Regions from separate parts of the Mus musculus genome. Here all the other regions are linked to region 4. The links are chromatin contacts, called in public HiChIP or PLAC-seq and promoter capture Hi-C maps. All regions are on one chromosome and are shown on one strand. The core of a region is the stretch at or near the end of the contact, and the rest is flanking DNA. Distances in the headings are between cores, read along the strand shown. Region 1 holds the start of Ccdc60 (coiled-coil domain containing 60). Region 2 holds the start of Srrm4 (serine/arginine repetitive matrix 4). Region 3 overlaps Ccdc60 (coiled-coil domain containing 60). Region 4 holds the start of Hspb8 (heat shock protein 8).

The links. Promoter capture Hi-C pulls out the DNA fragments that hold promoters and counts their contacts. HiChIP or PLAC-seq counts read pairs in DNA pulled down with a chosen protein or histone mark.
Region 1: a contact with region 4 is called in an H3K27ac HiChIP or PLAC-seq map of epiblast stem cells. The contact joins the promoter of Ccdc60 here to the promoter of Hspb8 in region 4. A contact is called at or near these places in 6 of 39 promoter capture datasets (the HPC-7 cell line, cranial neural crest, frontonasal cranial neural crest and 3 more), 1 of 484 Hi-C or Micro-C datasets (uterus), 8 of 115 datasets of contacts at active chromatin or transcription factors (astrocytes, embryonic basal ganglia, embryonic forebrain and 3 more) and 2 of 9 other capture datasets (liver and pancreatic islet).
Region 2: an H3K4me3 HiChIP or PLAC-seq map of embryonic midbrain shows a contact between it and region 4, with 2.2 times the contacts expected there. The contact joins the promoter of Srrm4 here to the promoter of Hspb8 in region 4. A contact is called at or near these places in 14 of 39 promoter capture datasets (the 3T3-L1 cell line, 3T3-L1-derived adipocytes, the HPC-7 cell line and 9 more), 1 of 484 Hi-C or Micro-C datasets (the N1E-115 cell line), 2 of 115 datasets of contacts at active chromatin or transcription factors (embryonic forebrain and embryonic midbrain) and 1 of 9 other capture datasets (liver).
Region 3: a promoter capture Hi-C map of embryonic stem cells shows a contact between it and region 4, with 2.7 times the contacts expected there. The contact joins the enhancer-like site here to the promoter of Hspb8 in region 4. A contact is called at or near these places in 9 of 39 promoter capture datasets (the 3T3-L1 cell line, the HPC-7 cell line, cranial neural crest and 5 more), 1 of 15 datasets of contacts at CTCF or cohesin (embryonic stem cells), 4 of 484 Hi-C or Micro-C datasets (the N1E-115 cell line, embryonic fibroblasts and embryonic stem cells), 15 of 115 datasets of contacts at active chromatin or transcription factors (astrocytes, embryonic basal ganglia, embryonic fibroblasts and 5 more) and 3 of 9 other capture datasets (adipose tissue, embryonic stem cells and pancreatic islet).

What each region holds. Positions count from the first base shown.
Region 1 is chr5:116,287,710-116,290,911 of GRCm38.p6, forward strand. Ccdc60 (coiled-coil domain containing 60) reads right to left here and starts at 1,276. Exons shown (of 14, transcript NM_177759.3): 1 at 738-1,276. The coding sequence starts at 827.
Region 2 is chr5:116,590,460-116,593,690 of GRCm38.p6, forward strand. Srrm4 (serine/arginine repetitive matrix 4) reads right to left here and starts at 1,358. Exons shown (of 13, transcript NM_026886.3): 1 at 875-1,358. The coding sequence starts at 1,005.
Region 3 is chr5:116,223,441-116,226,655 of GRCm38.p6, forward strand. Ccdc60 (coiled-coil domain containing 60) reads right to left here. Exons shown (of 14, transcript NM_177759.3): 2 at 1,829-1,911. Among named protein-coding and RNA genes, the nearest start is that of Gm36502, 7.0 kb to the right of the region's middle. Within about 2 kb of position 1,276, at least 3 of the 459 cell types and tissues checked have an H3K27ac peak or open chromatin away from gene starts, as enhancers often do. A contact at or near this core is called in embryonic stem cells, where this site is marked.
Region 4 is chr5:116,421,197-116,424,324 of GRCm38.p6, forward strand. Hspb8 (heat shock protein 8) reads right to left here and starts at 1,668. Exons shown (of 3, transcript NM_030704.3): 1 at 917-1,668. The coding sequence starts at 1,283. It overlaps Gm42009 (a long non-coding RNA gene), which reads left to right and starts at 1,797. Exons shown (of 2, transcript XR_878709.3): 1 at 1,797-2,225.

The DNA of each region.
Region 1 (3,202 bases), core at 26-2,525, 130 kb before region 4:
GGGCCATGTATAAACTGGAGGGCTTTAAATCCTCCCTCCACAAGCTGTAGGTGGAGCAGCTGCCATCCCCACCCTCCCTCCCTTGGCTAACTGTGGTGGAGTTAGACTTTGAAGACATCAAAGTTAAATGTACTTAAAACATCATCTACCCAGTTATAACATTTGCATCTAGAAACCCCCGGACCCAAGTCGTACCAAGGACGCAATCACATACACGTAGACGGACCATCTCTATACTCGAGTCTCTTACTATTATTTTGGCCCATCCCGGTCTTATCACGGAGAAAGAAAGGCTGGGGTGGGGGGGTGGGGGGGTGTGTGGAGAAACTTGCCTGACAGCGACAGCCAGCCCAACCTGGACCCCGTCCCCACCCCTCAGAACGTGACACCCTTGCAACCAACCTCTCCACAGAGTGATAGGAAAGGCTTGTCTCTCCACCCCAGTGGATCTCTGGAACTAAGTTCTGTGATACCAGTCTACAATTCATCTTCATTTTTCCCCTACTTTCTACAGTGTCTCGCATCAATTTAGTCCATCAGTTTGGAATTACTGCCTAATGGATAGCTCGCAGCTCTGATCCGTGTTTTCATTCACCGTGAGAAGCCAGCCATCGAGAGCAACAGGGATGTCTGGACAAGTTCATCATACCTAGGCCCTCGTCCAGCCCCGCCCCCCTCCCGTTGGGCGGGCCTGAACCTAATCCATTGCTCTTGTTAACAGAGAGACAGTGACTTACCTGAGTCAGTTGATCTGCGCTGGAAAAGAGCCAAAGGGCCTTCTTGCTGGTGATTTTTTGTAACTTTTTGGTGGCTGGCACTTTGGTCATCTTGAAAAAAAAATACAAAAAACCACCACCACTAACAACAACAAAACAACCTTCAGCCTTTAAGCCCGTGCCTCCAGTGAAAAACTTGTTGCTTTTTCAGATTCTTGACTTCGCAACACTCACTGGTGTGAAACGGTCCAGAAAGTTCTCCCAGGCCCCCAAGTCCCAAGTCCAGAGACTGCGAAGAGATTTCTTGTTGCAAAGCGGAGCATCTGGGTAAGGAAGCCTTTGCTAGGCCCGAGCAGGCAAACCTGAGACTGTTTAACTTGCACAAAGTCGGTTTTATACGTTTTCTCTCTTTTAAGGGAGAAGATATTTTTCTCCTATAAGCAAAATAAAATGTAAACTGAAAAAAGTAAAAATAAAACTCTATAGACAAAAGCCCCACCCTCGGCCAGCGAGACGAGGGAGTAAGGCGGGCCCCACCATGGGGCTCGGCCTTGGGGCTTAAAACTGCCAAGTAGGGCACGCTCGGTTACCTGGCAACCGGACGCCAAGGCGCGCAGACGCTTCCTCCTCGGCCAGGATTGGTGGAGACCTGGACCGGAATTCTTCTGGGTTGCTGGAAAGGGGCTCTGAGCTGGTGGCTGGCCAGGGAGCCACATTGTCCAAACTCTTTCGGGGTCGGGGTTGAGGAGGTATTTAAATTTCTCTGCTCAGTCCCGAGGACTCCAGTCTTCTCTCTACTCGCCTATAAGGTTTCTTCCCTTCAAAGTCGGTTTCACCTGTTGCTGATTGCCACGAGGCTTTCCTCAGGCTTTATATTAAACCCCTCGCAAGTGTGTGCCTTCAGCTCTGCAATTATCAGCTCCAGGTGCCTATTCTTCCCATCTGAAAAAACTCCTACAGAACCTTCAAAGCCCACATTACAGATACAGCTTCATGCACACGCCCATTTATATGTATTTACGAGTATTAGTATACGTGCGTCGGTATGACATTTATCGAGAGCCTACAATATACAGCGTGCTGTTTGTGTATTTCACAGCACAACATCTCTGAACTGCCTGACATCCCAGCCCCAGACAGACTGATTGTAAACCCCAAGGTTTTACCCACTGAAGTAAGAAACCTAACTTTGTGAGTTTGGGGCTACCAGGTCTTTAAAATGGGGGCTGCAGGATTACCAATGGTTGCTAAGAATTAAAGAAATAACACATGTCGGTAGCCCAGGTGGAGAGGTGCCTGCCGGCAGGTACTGACTCTGGCAAGAATCGGGCGTTCTCCCAGCTCTGGGCTCACAGAGGAGCAGATGTTAACGCTGACTAATATTTATTGATCACTTGCTCTGTGCCAGCCTGCAGCAATTTAACCCATATATTTTGATTCATTTGCCTTCCCCTTGGGTGTATTTTATTCCGTCTCAATCCATTTGTGTTTCTTCCCCAAACCTTGAGCAGTGAGGGTTACGGTCCCACCCAGGCTCCATCTTTCTTAGTGACCCCTCCCACCGCAGGATGGCTTTCGCTCTCTCAGCACTGAAACGGCCCCCCTCCGACTGTTATTTTGTTTCCATTGTCTGCAGACTGACTCTGACCCTCCTCTCCACAGGAAGTCTGGGTCTGCCTGCTTTCCTCCATGGGTAGCATTCGTCAACTACCGGGAGTGGTTTTCTGAAGGCTGCAGATAAACAAAGCCCTGTTTAGAGGATTGGGCCGGGCCTGAGAAAGCTGGGCAGGGTAGGAACTGCTCAGGCTGGGAGAGCAGGAGAACAGGTTCTAGGGCATTGTGGGTCTGGGGTTGGACGGAGCCAGCTAGCTCTGCATGATCTGGAGGAACAGGAGGACGGTTTGTGCTCAGCTTGAGAAAATCTACACACAAGCATAACGTCGTTGTTTACTAGCGATTGGGCTAGTGTCCTGGGTTCCACTAGGGTACTTCCATGTGGCATGTAATGGAATTCAAACAGTTCACTCCATCCCCTCCGCATTCCCCTCCCTCCCTCACTCTTGCACTTTCTTCCCCCTAGACTCCAAAATATAAAAGAAAACACGAAATTCTTGTCTTTTTTTTTTTTGAGGGTGCCTTATTTTGCCTAACATAATTTCCATTTCTATCCATTGAAACTGAGTAATTTCATGGAGGAATAAAACCTCTATTGTGAATGCAGACAGCTTTTGCTTCGAAGATTACTTGTGTGTGTGCTGGTGTGTGTGTGTATATACTTGAGTGCAGTACTCATGGAGGTCAGAAGAGGGCGTCATATTCCCCCGGAGCTGGAGATACAGGAAGTTGTCAGCTGCCTTATGTGGACCCTGGGAACCAAACCTGGGCCCACTAAAAGAGCAGTAGTCACTCTTCACCGTGGAGCCATCACTCCAGCCTTGGGACCATGCTTTCTTTGTTCATTCATTGGCCAGGAGTGGGGGTGGAGT
Region 2 (3,231 bases), core at 108-2,607, 170 kb after region 4:
CTTGATTTTCTCTGACAGAGGGCACAGCCCTCTCAAAGACTTCTGAATCTAACGATCTAGGAAAATATTGGGTATTTCTCTGCTGTGGAAGGCTCTGTGCCCCCTCAACCCCCTCTTGTCTTCTTTTTCTCCTGCCTTTGTATTTCTTCCCATCCTCTCCCCTCCTGTCTTTTTTTTTAACTACTGCTCCAGCACCCCAACTCATTCCAAAGTTCAAAGCCACCAGATCCTTAAAAAATAAAATAAAGTAAAACTTTCAGTATTATCTTCATGCTGACTTTGAGCTTTAGAGTTTTGGTTTTGGGTGCTGAAAAAGAAAGAATTCAACACGAGCAGCAGCTTAGGCTAAGACACGGAGGAGGGTGCTGCTTGGAGCGAGCGTATCTGAGGGAATAGCATATGGGCTTTTGTTGAAATGTTCAGAGACCCGCTAGTTTCTGGGCCAAGGGTTAGAATGCTTGTATTGAACACTGGCTGAGCTGAGTTCATGTCTTGTACAGCATCCCCTGACACCTCAAATCCACCACTGCTTTGCTCCCCTGACCTATGCACTTGGCGATAGCTCGAAAAGTTTTCAGTCAAGTACGTACCCCGAGCCACACCGCCCACCCTAAGAAAGCAAGGGGGTTTGCATAGGAGGTGCGGAGTCTGTAGGAGTGTTGTTCCCCGTCAAAAAATTCCTGTCCCTTTTCAACAGCCTCTCCCTTACACAAGCGATAATTTCTCATGTTCCGGCGTGAGATACCGGGTACGACGGGCTTAGTCCAGACACCCTGTTCCAGTTGCCTGCGTCCACCCGTCAAGATTCTGGGGCACAGGCAAGAAAAGGGGGGGGGACCTCCCAGTGTCCCTAACTCATGAACGAGGTCATTACCTTGGCATCGGCTTGCGGGCTGTGATACTGGCGACGATGATGCTCTCGGGACGCGGAGTGGCCACTGCTTTGAAGGTCCCTTTCCAGAACTTCTCAAACAGCTGTTTCTCGCCCTGCTGCAGGCTAGCCATCCTGAAAGCCCAAGGAGCCCGGGAGCCTGGGGCGCTGTCCGAAGTGCTGAAACGTGGATTACAAACCCGATGACACGCCCTGGGCTCCGGGGCGCTGTCCGCGTGAAACCCCCAAGGGGTGGGGTGGGGAGAGATCGGAGTTCAGGGCGGGGGATGGGATAGAACGGGACGTCTCGGGTTAGGCAGGCAGCGGAGAAAGAAGGTGGTTCCCCGGCTGGGTTCACCTCTTGGCTTGGCTCTGAGCTGCGCTGGGAGCAGGCTGAGCTCCGTGTCTTCGGCGAAGCAAAGCTAGCCGGCTTTCTCTACCGCGCAGAGAACAGAGAGGAGGCGACCGGGGCGTCTGCCGTGCGTGCGCGTGTGAGCTCCGGCGCGCCCGGGTTTTGTCTCTTGCACAATGTGACGTTGGAAGGGGAGGCTGGTCGCGCGAGCTGTACTTTCCTCCCTCCCCTTCTCCGTCTCCTCCTTCCCCAGCAACCCCTCCTTCTCTGGCTCAGCCTCCCGCCGCCATCTGCATAACAAAAGCCCGCAGGTCTGAGGAGGAGAAAGGGAGGGGCGAGCGCTTGTCTCTAAGGCCCCGTGGCCACAGAGTTGCGACTCTGACCCCTCTGAGAAGCGACCCCAACACCTCAAACAGAATCAAAAAGGAGATTCTTTCTCTTAGCCCTCACCCTTCCTCCATCGTCGCAGGCCTTCCCCTCAACCCTTACATGCGCACTCCCGGGCCTGGGCCACCTCCCTATCCTTTTGCAAGACTTGGGGAGCATCTTCCATTGAGGGAGCTACTAAAAAATGCCCCACCTATCCACCCACGCCAACCTGCCTTCACCCACCCCACTTCTGGGATGGACTGCCGAGGTCTGCAAAGTGTGTGTGTGTGGGTGCCCCTATGATTTTCTTTACGCCTGGGGGGCTCTTCCACCCCCCCACCCCGAAAATGCCATTTGACGGACAATCCGTCACCAGCGCGGTTTCTCGCCATCTGTCGAGCCGGCCCCCACCCGCAGAGGGGCGCAGCGTCACATCTGTGCTTGCGGCGCTATAAAGGATATCTCTTTTGTGCCTCGCAGCCGGCCTGCTTCGCGTCCCCGCTGCCAAAGCCCTCCAAAAGAACACCCCTCCCCCACCCCCCTGAGAACCCGCAGCCTGGGTGTGAAACAACAGTCCGATTTGGCAAAGAAAGACTGAGGGGGGAAGGGGGGGGAGGGCTTCCGAGGATTACAAGTAACTTTTTGGTCTTTCCATCTTCTTCCTCCCCCCTACTCTCCCAGTCCCAGCAGAGACTCAGAATCTCAAACTCCAGATGCGCAGGCAGTAGACAACAATGTCTCCCCGTTTTGCCGTAAGGGTCTTCTTAGGGAAGATATCTTAGTGAGATTTCCCCAGCCCATTTCTCCTCTGGAGCCTTTTAATACTTGGGAGTTTCACCTACCGCCAGGGTTTAAAAGTGAAACTCCTACAAGGAGCTTCTGCTAAGTCTTACAAACCTCCAAGCACTGACACCGGGTTCCACCCTGAAGGCAGAAAAAATTCTCTAATTTTTGTTGACCTAGTAGCAGTGGGGAGCGAAGACACCCCCACCCCCACCCCCAACATCAGTGCGAACTTTGTAAGTAAGTCCTTTGTAAGAGAATAGGAGGTACACGGAGGGGGGAGCAGAGTAGGGGAGAGGAGGACAGGATGGGGCAAGAGAAGCCGGGACACAGGAACAAGGAGTGAGCGTTGGCCTGGAAGAGGCTACAGGAGGAGTTTGTGTGTGATGGCTGTGTGTGATGGCTGTGTACCGGTTTAGGAGCGCCAAGCGCTCACTCCGCAGTGACCCCTTCTGGTCAGTAACTAGAAGTGCATTTTGTTGGCTTTTAAAGGGAGTAGCAGAGATTAGGAGGTGGGATGGGGTTGGGGCTGGGAGACTTGAGGACAGAGGAAAGTAAACCAGGGAGTGAACTTTCCATGTCCTGATCCCCTGCATTCAAATTCCTCATTCTTAGATTGCGTCTAGGACCTAGCAACCCTTGGATGGCTGTCACTTTAAAAGCCATCGAGCTGTCTTCCCTCTTAGCCTTGACTATTTAAAGAGAGAGAAAAAAAAAACAGTAATCAGGTCTGGGAGAGCACTCTGGGAATAAGAGGCATACAAGACTGGAGCTAGGCAAAGTCTACAAGATGCCAATGAGCCCATGCTTCGAAGCAGACAGTGCTGTGGTTTCCAAGTTGTGTGCCTCCTCGAAC
Region 3 (3,215 bases), core at 26-2,525, 200 kb before region 4:
GTGTAGTTATTTTTTTAAAATCTGACTACCCCCTCTTGCTCAGAACCCTCCAGCAGCTACGCCAAACATTTCTGCATGGCCTTCCTGACATTTTAGCTCCATCTCTTTCCTCTCTCAACCTAGCTTACCCCGAGGCTCTACACAGGCCCCTCTGATGCTGCAGTATGCCCAGCATGTCCTGACTTCATCACCCCCTCAACTCATGCTCTGAAGAACCACGGCTGCTCCCCCTTTGTGTGAATGGCTCTCTCTCTCCTTCAGGCATCAGACCTAGGATCTCTCTGTATAAATTATTACAAACTTTACACACAGACACACAGATACACACTCTCACACACACTCAACACACATGCAATCACACACAAAACACACTCACATACAAATACACACATACCCTCTCACACACATGCACATACTCACTCACACACATATACATACTCTCAGACACATGCAGATACAATGGCGTCAGCAGACCCAGAGCTGGGAGGGCGTTTGCTTCAACACTCTCTGTATTCATTATTTCTCTGATGCTGCGATGGAATGCCCCACCTAAAACCAGCTTAGGAGAGGAAGAGTTTATTGCAGCTGATGTTGCAGAAGGAATACAGTCAGTCATGGTGGGGGAGGCATGGCGGCAGACCCACAAGTCTGGCTGGGCTGCCATCAGGACTCAGACCAGGAAGTGTGGCTGAACCATAGAACCTCAAGGCTGGATCCTAACGCCCTACCTTCTCCAGGGAGGTCCCACAGCCTCCTGAAACAGCGCCACCCACTGGGGACCACATGTTCAAAAGTATGGGCTCCTGGACATTGCCTATGCTAACTGCGGCTCTTTGTGAAACCTCTTGTTCTGTGCATGGATTTCTGACCGCTCTCCCTTTTCTTATAAGGACACAGACTGGATAAGGACATTTGACTTCATTGACCCTCAGTTACCCATCTAGTGGCCCTTGTTACAAACAAAGTCACATGGGGGTTTCGGGATTGGAACTTTCTCCAGGTCATGGACGGGAGAGGGCGAGGAGACACTGGGAACCTGGAGGGGTGCATGTTAGTACGCGACGCATGCGTGCTTCCGCTGGGAACAGTGGACTCTAAGCTGTTCATTGCTCTTCCCCCTCTCTCTTGGAGAATGTTCTAGGGGAAGAAAAGGTGTTTTTGTTTTTGTTTTGTTTTGTTTTGTTTTTGCTTTACAACTCCATCCAGGCTATAGAGCATCCTCTGGGAAAGTCAAGGCAGGGATTGGAAGGAGCTGGTCACATGACATCCCCAGCCAGGGCAGAGAGAAATGAAAGCGCCCAGGACCCAGACCAGGGGGTAAAGCCACACATGCTCAGGGTGGTTCTTTCCTTCCTGATCATCTCACTTAAGAAGAAACCCTTCACCGTCATGGCCACAGGCTGACCCAATCCAGACAGTTCTTCATTTGAACTCGCTTCTGTCTGCTCCCTTTCTAGTGTGCACCGGCACAATTTAGAGATTACATCATGGCCAGGCCCCAGGAGAGTAGACAGAGCCACCTCTCACATGGAAAGGGCCTGTAGCTCTCGGGGTTGTTTAACCCTGTGACCTATCCTCCAGCCCTGTCCCCCCCACCCCACCCCCACGTAGGCCCACCCATCATTCAGCAGCGTGGGACAGATGCCGGGAGGGGAGGCGTCTCGGACGCGTTGATCCCCTGTGTTCTTTCCCTGGCACACCAGGTCTTCCGATGAATGTCTATGGAGAGGCTCGCCCCCCCCCCCCCCCCCCCCCCCCCCGCTCCCTGTCCCCAGCCTGGCCCGCAGTGCCTGCGGCTCACAAGTCATCCCTCCCAGGGCTCACTCACCGGCTTCGCATAAGATCCTTCTTAAGGTTTGCTATCTCCTTGTCTATATATTTGGAGTTCTTCGCTGTCTTGTCTGAGGCCTGCTGGGGAAGACAGGAGAGGAGAGGGGAGAGGGACATTAACACAGGTGCTCCAGGTGAAGCTGGACTAACAGAGGGCCCTGTGTCTAGCGAGAATCAATTTACGCAGAGCAAAGTTCTACTCCAGCACATGGTTTGGGAGGCTCTGGGCTGTCGCTGGTTGGCCCTGTTTTGCCTTGGACCTGTGTCAGGGTCCGGGAGTGTGGGACAGCAGGATGGCACACTTCTAAAGCTTGTGGGAAACACACTGTGAAAACCTTTCAGAAGGACCATGCATGCCCCTTAGATCCAACATCTGTGGTTAAGCATCCCGCAAGAGAATATTCCTGACAGGGATGCGGAGGCACCATAGCAAGGCCACTCAGTTGCTTGTAAAGACAAATACCTGCACATGCCACAAGGGAAGACAGACTGAACCATCCTGCTGCATCTAGACTGCAGAATAGTATACAACATGAAAAGTGACCCGCTTCCAACACAGTCTTTCCCTGCCACTCCCACCACTGCTGGATGGCACATGCCACAGTGCTTGTATGTATGTGTGTGTGTGTGTGTTCTGGGATCAAACATGGGTCCTCATGCCTGCAAGTTAAGTGTTTTCCTCAGTGAGCCATCACCCCAGCTCTGATGGGTAAACCTTTGGGGTGAGGGGGACACGCAGCAACCAAACCATGATGGTGTCCAACTTTCATGTATATTTTCAAAATTTTTACTTTATTCTTAAATTATGTGTCCATGTGTCCATCTGTGCAGGTGAGTGCGGGTACCTATGGAGACCAGAAAGAAGTGGATGTTGGGTCCCCTGGAGCTGCAGTTATCGGAGGCATTGTGAGCCGAGCCACTTGGGTGCTGGGAACGGAATCTGGGCTCACAGTCACTCATCTGACTAGCTCCATGTACTGTTTCCATGGGTGACAGAGGGAAATGTGCCGTGTATCAGGGGTCTGGGTCATCACACTAGGAAGAGAATGCATTGCTGTGTTAGAGGATTTGCAACCCCGCCATCTGCCCGACACATCTAGGGGACAAGACACAACCTGTAGCTCTGCAACTTGGTTGGCACTGCAGCAGGACCTCAGGAAACCACTCCCACTGTCCCCCGCCCCCCAATGGCACTCACAGGCCAGCAGTGATAAACATCTGGAAGACAGAGTCCTGGTTCTCGAGACATTTGATATGAACAAAATTAGAAGCTAAGGAAACATCCCAGAACTACTCTTTTTAAAGGGAGTCTTGCTTTGTGGCCCAGAAATCTCTCAAGTTCCTGACTCTCATGTGTCTGCCTTCCAGGTGCAGTCACCACCCCT
Region 4 (3,128 bases), core at 418-2,917:
GTATGTCCTGGAACTAGGCCTCCTCAGCTGCAAGAAGGGGAGTAGACAGCCATGGGGTGAAGGGCCAGAGGAAATATATATATACATATATATATATATATATATATATATATATATATATATATATATATATATGTATGTATATATATATATATATTACATATATATTACACACACATATATATTACATATAACACACACACACACACACACACACACACACACATATATATATATATATATATATATATATATATCCTTCCTGGGTTTGAACCCTTTGCTACCTTGAACAAATACAAATTATGCTAATCCTCTATGTTCCTCCGTTTCCTAAAGTACAAAAGGGAGATGTGGACACACAAACCCTGTCCTCTGGTTGTATGGTTGTACTAACACAAGTGCTATGTGATGCTGAAGTCGTGGTTCAGCATATCGCCTGGCAGACAGCTCTTCGCCGAGGATAGGAGCCATACTGCAGACATTACCATCCAACTTTAGTCTCCTTGTCTAGTGATCGCACGGCGAGTCAGTGTGCTAACCCCTCTCCCCATGTCTCCAGAAGTCCTAGGTGCATCCATTTATTCTTTATATTAAATTATCTATTTCAAAATGTCTAGCCTGGCTTCTGCCAGCTCTCGGGTGGGGCACAGGGTCCTGAGGACCCCAGCTACTACGTCATATCCAAACTCATTCTGTTGCCCACTGAGAAACACTTGTCTCTGAAGGTAACATTGTGGGTTGCATTCTTGAGCCCTGAGATCACCTGTGCCATGTGGTCTGTCACAGGTCCCTTCTACTGAAGTTCTTTCTGGGCTGAACCTGTGATGGCGCACATGCGAGCACACAACACACACACACACTCACTCATACACACACACTCACACACACAAGCAGGACCCTGCCCGCCCCGACTCACCTGAAACTTCCACGTATCCATCCTTGGTCTTTACCATCAGCTCTTCCGGCTTGAAGCTGTGCACGTTGACACACACTTTCCAAGGCTCCCCAGGGAAGGGTGGGGGACTCCTGCCCTCAGCGGGCACTCCAAACCTAGCTGTGGCTGGAGGCCCTCGGGGTACCATGCCAGACCTTAGGGTTCCAGGCCAGGCAGAGGAGAGCCGAGGCAAAGCCCACTCTGGCCAAGGGGCTGTCAAGTCGTCTGGAAAAGGGTCCATGCCAAAGCCATCGTCCAGAAGGCGGGAGGAGAGCGGTGAGTCCCGAAAGGGGTCTCGGCGCAGGCGGCTTGGGTAGGAGCACGGGAAAGGCAATTGCCCGTCAGCCATGATGTTGGTCGAACTTAGAGGGGGAAACAGAGGCTCAGAGAGACAGAGCCACCTACCCAAAGGTCACACAGCAAGGTGATGTGGCTTGAGATGGCTTTCAGAATTTAGTTCTCCACTTCAGAAAATGCTGATCTTCCTTCAGCCACGAGCCCAACCATCCGCTGGCTGCCCAGAATTGAGCTGGGGTCCTGGCTTACAAAGGTGACCCCCTCCCTAAGCGGGCCCAGCAGAATCCCAGAGGGCCTCTCTCTCTCGCTTGGCTATCAGTAAGCCACCGGCTGCCTTCCTCCCAGGCTGCCCCGGCTCCCAGCCAAAGCCTGCTGAGGTCTTGAGCACAGCCAGGAGTTTAATAAAGCTCGGGGACTCGCGAGCCTAGAAACTTCTCCTGGCTTCTGGGCTGGGAGCCTTCTATTTATTTGCTGCTGGGGGCTGGGGGCGGGTTTTGCAAGCGCCTCCTGTCACAGGAGTATTCAAAGGTGATGAACCAGTCCCTGAGAATCCGCTGAGAGAACAACTGGGCTCTGGGAGCGGGTGGGGAGCTGGGAGGGGCCGTGGCGTCCGGGTCCAGCCAGCCTCTCAGGCACTCTCTCCTCCTCCTCCTGCTCCGCTCCGCCCCCGCCCTCCCTCTGCCTCCAGCAGCGTCCACTCCATCCACCCGTGCCCCGCAGGGCACTAAAGCCAGACTATTAATAACCCTCCGCCTGGCTGAGGGCTCAGGTCACACTCTGGAAATACCATCTTCAGTGCATGTTCTGTCTTGCCTCCTACTCTAGGGACTCGCAGAAGAGAGACAGCCCCTCATTGGATCAAGAAGTACAAGGAATCCCCACTTACAGTATGGCCCAAGTCTTACAGCCTCAGACTTCTGAGAACGAAATTTTAAAAAACGGCAGTTTAAGTTATGAAAAGAGGGACGTTGTCAGTCAGAGTCTATTGGGATAGGTAGGTCTTGGGGTGAGAAAACAGATCGGGTTCAACTCCCAGCACAGCCTGAGCCACTGAGGATTTACAGCCTGGAGGCAGAATGGGGGCCAATGGATGGGAAATGACCAGGGGGGAATCCAGGGACCAGAGGGAATTCTGGATAAACTGATCTAACTGGAGTCCTCTATATCTACAGACTGGGGTGGCCAGCTCTCGCTTTGAAAACCACTGATCAAGCATGGGAAGAGGTGATCAGGGGGTGATGGAATTATAGGGATTGTGTCTAAACTGACTTGTTCTTGTTAAAACTGGGTGAAGAGAATGCACCCCTGGGCCTCCAAGGAGGAGTCTGCCTGCAGTTTGGTCAAGGGAAGAGTTTCTATCAGAGGCAATATAACTCCAAGGCATGTCTGAGCTGCCTGTTTTCCACCTGTGGAATGGGGCAGGAGAGGAACCTGCTCTGGGACGTGTCGTCAGGAATGCGTGACATCATAGACTTCGGAGAGGAGTCTGTGCTTTTAAGTTTTCAACTTTCAACTTATCGGTTGCATAATGTTTGCTCATAAGTGCTTCATAAACAGGTGGTGGAACCCTCCTCTTCCGCGCACTGAGAGCTACAAGCTCCAGGACTGTATGACTGTCCCATTCGGCAGGAGAGTTAATGGTCATAAGTCATCAGAAAACTTTTTTTTTTTTCATTGACTGCCTTATACATTCTGGAAAGAATTTCAGCACAGAGCTAGCTGCACCTCTAATCCTCCTCCTTCTGTAAAATCATTTGTCGCCATGGGTTCATAAATAAAAACATGACACAGTGGGGTGAAGCTTGAACATCTGCCTAGTCCCAAATGCTATCCATTTCAGCGAACCCCTGTACACAGAACAGCCGTGCCCTGGAACCCCCTTTATGAACCCTGTACA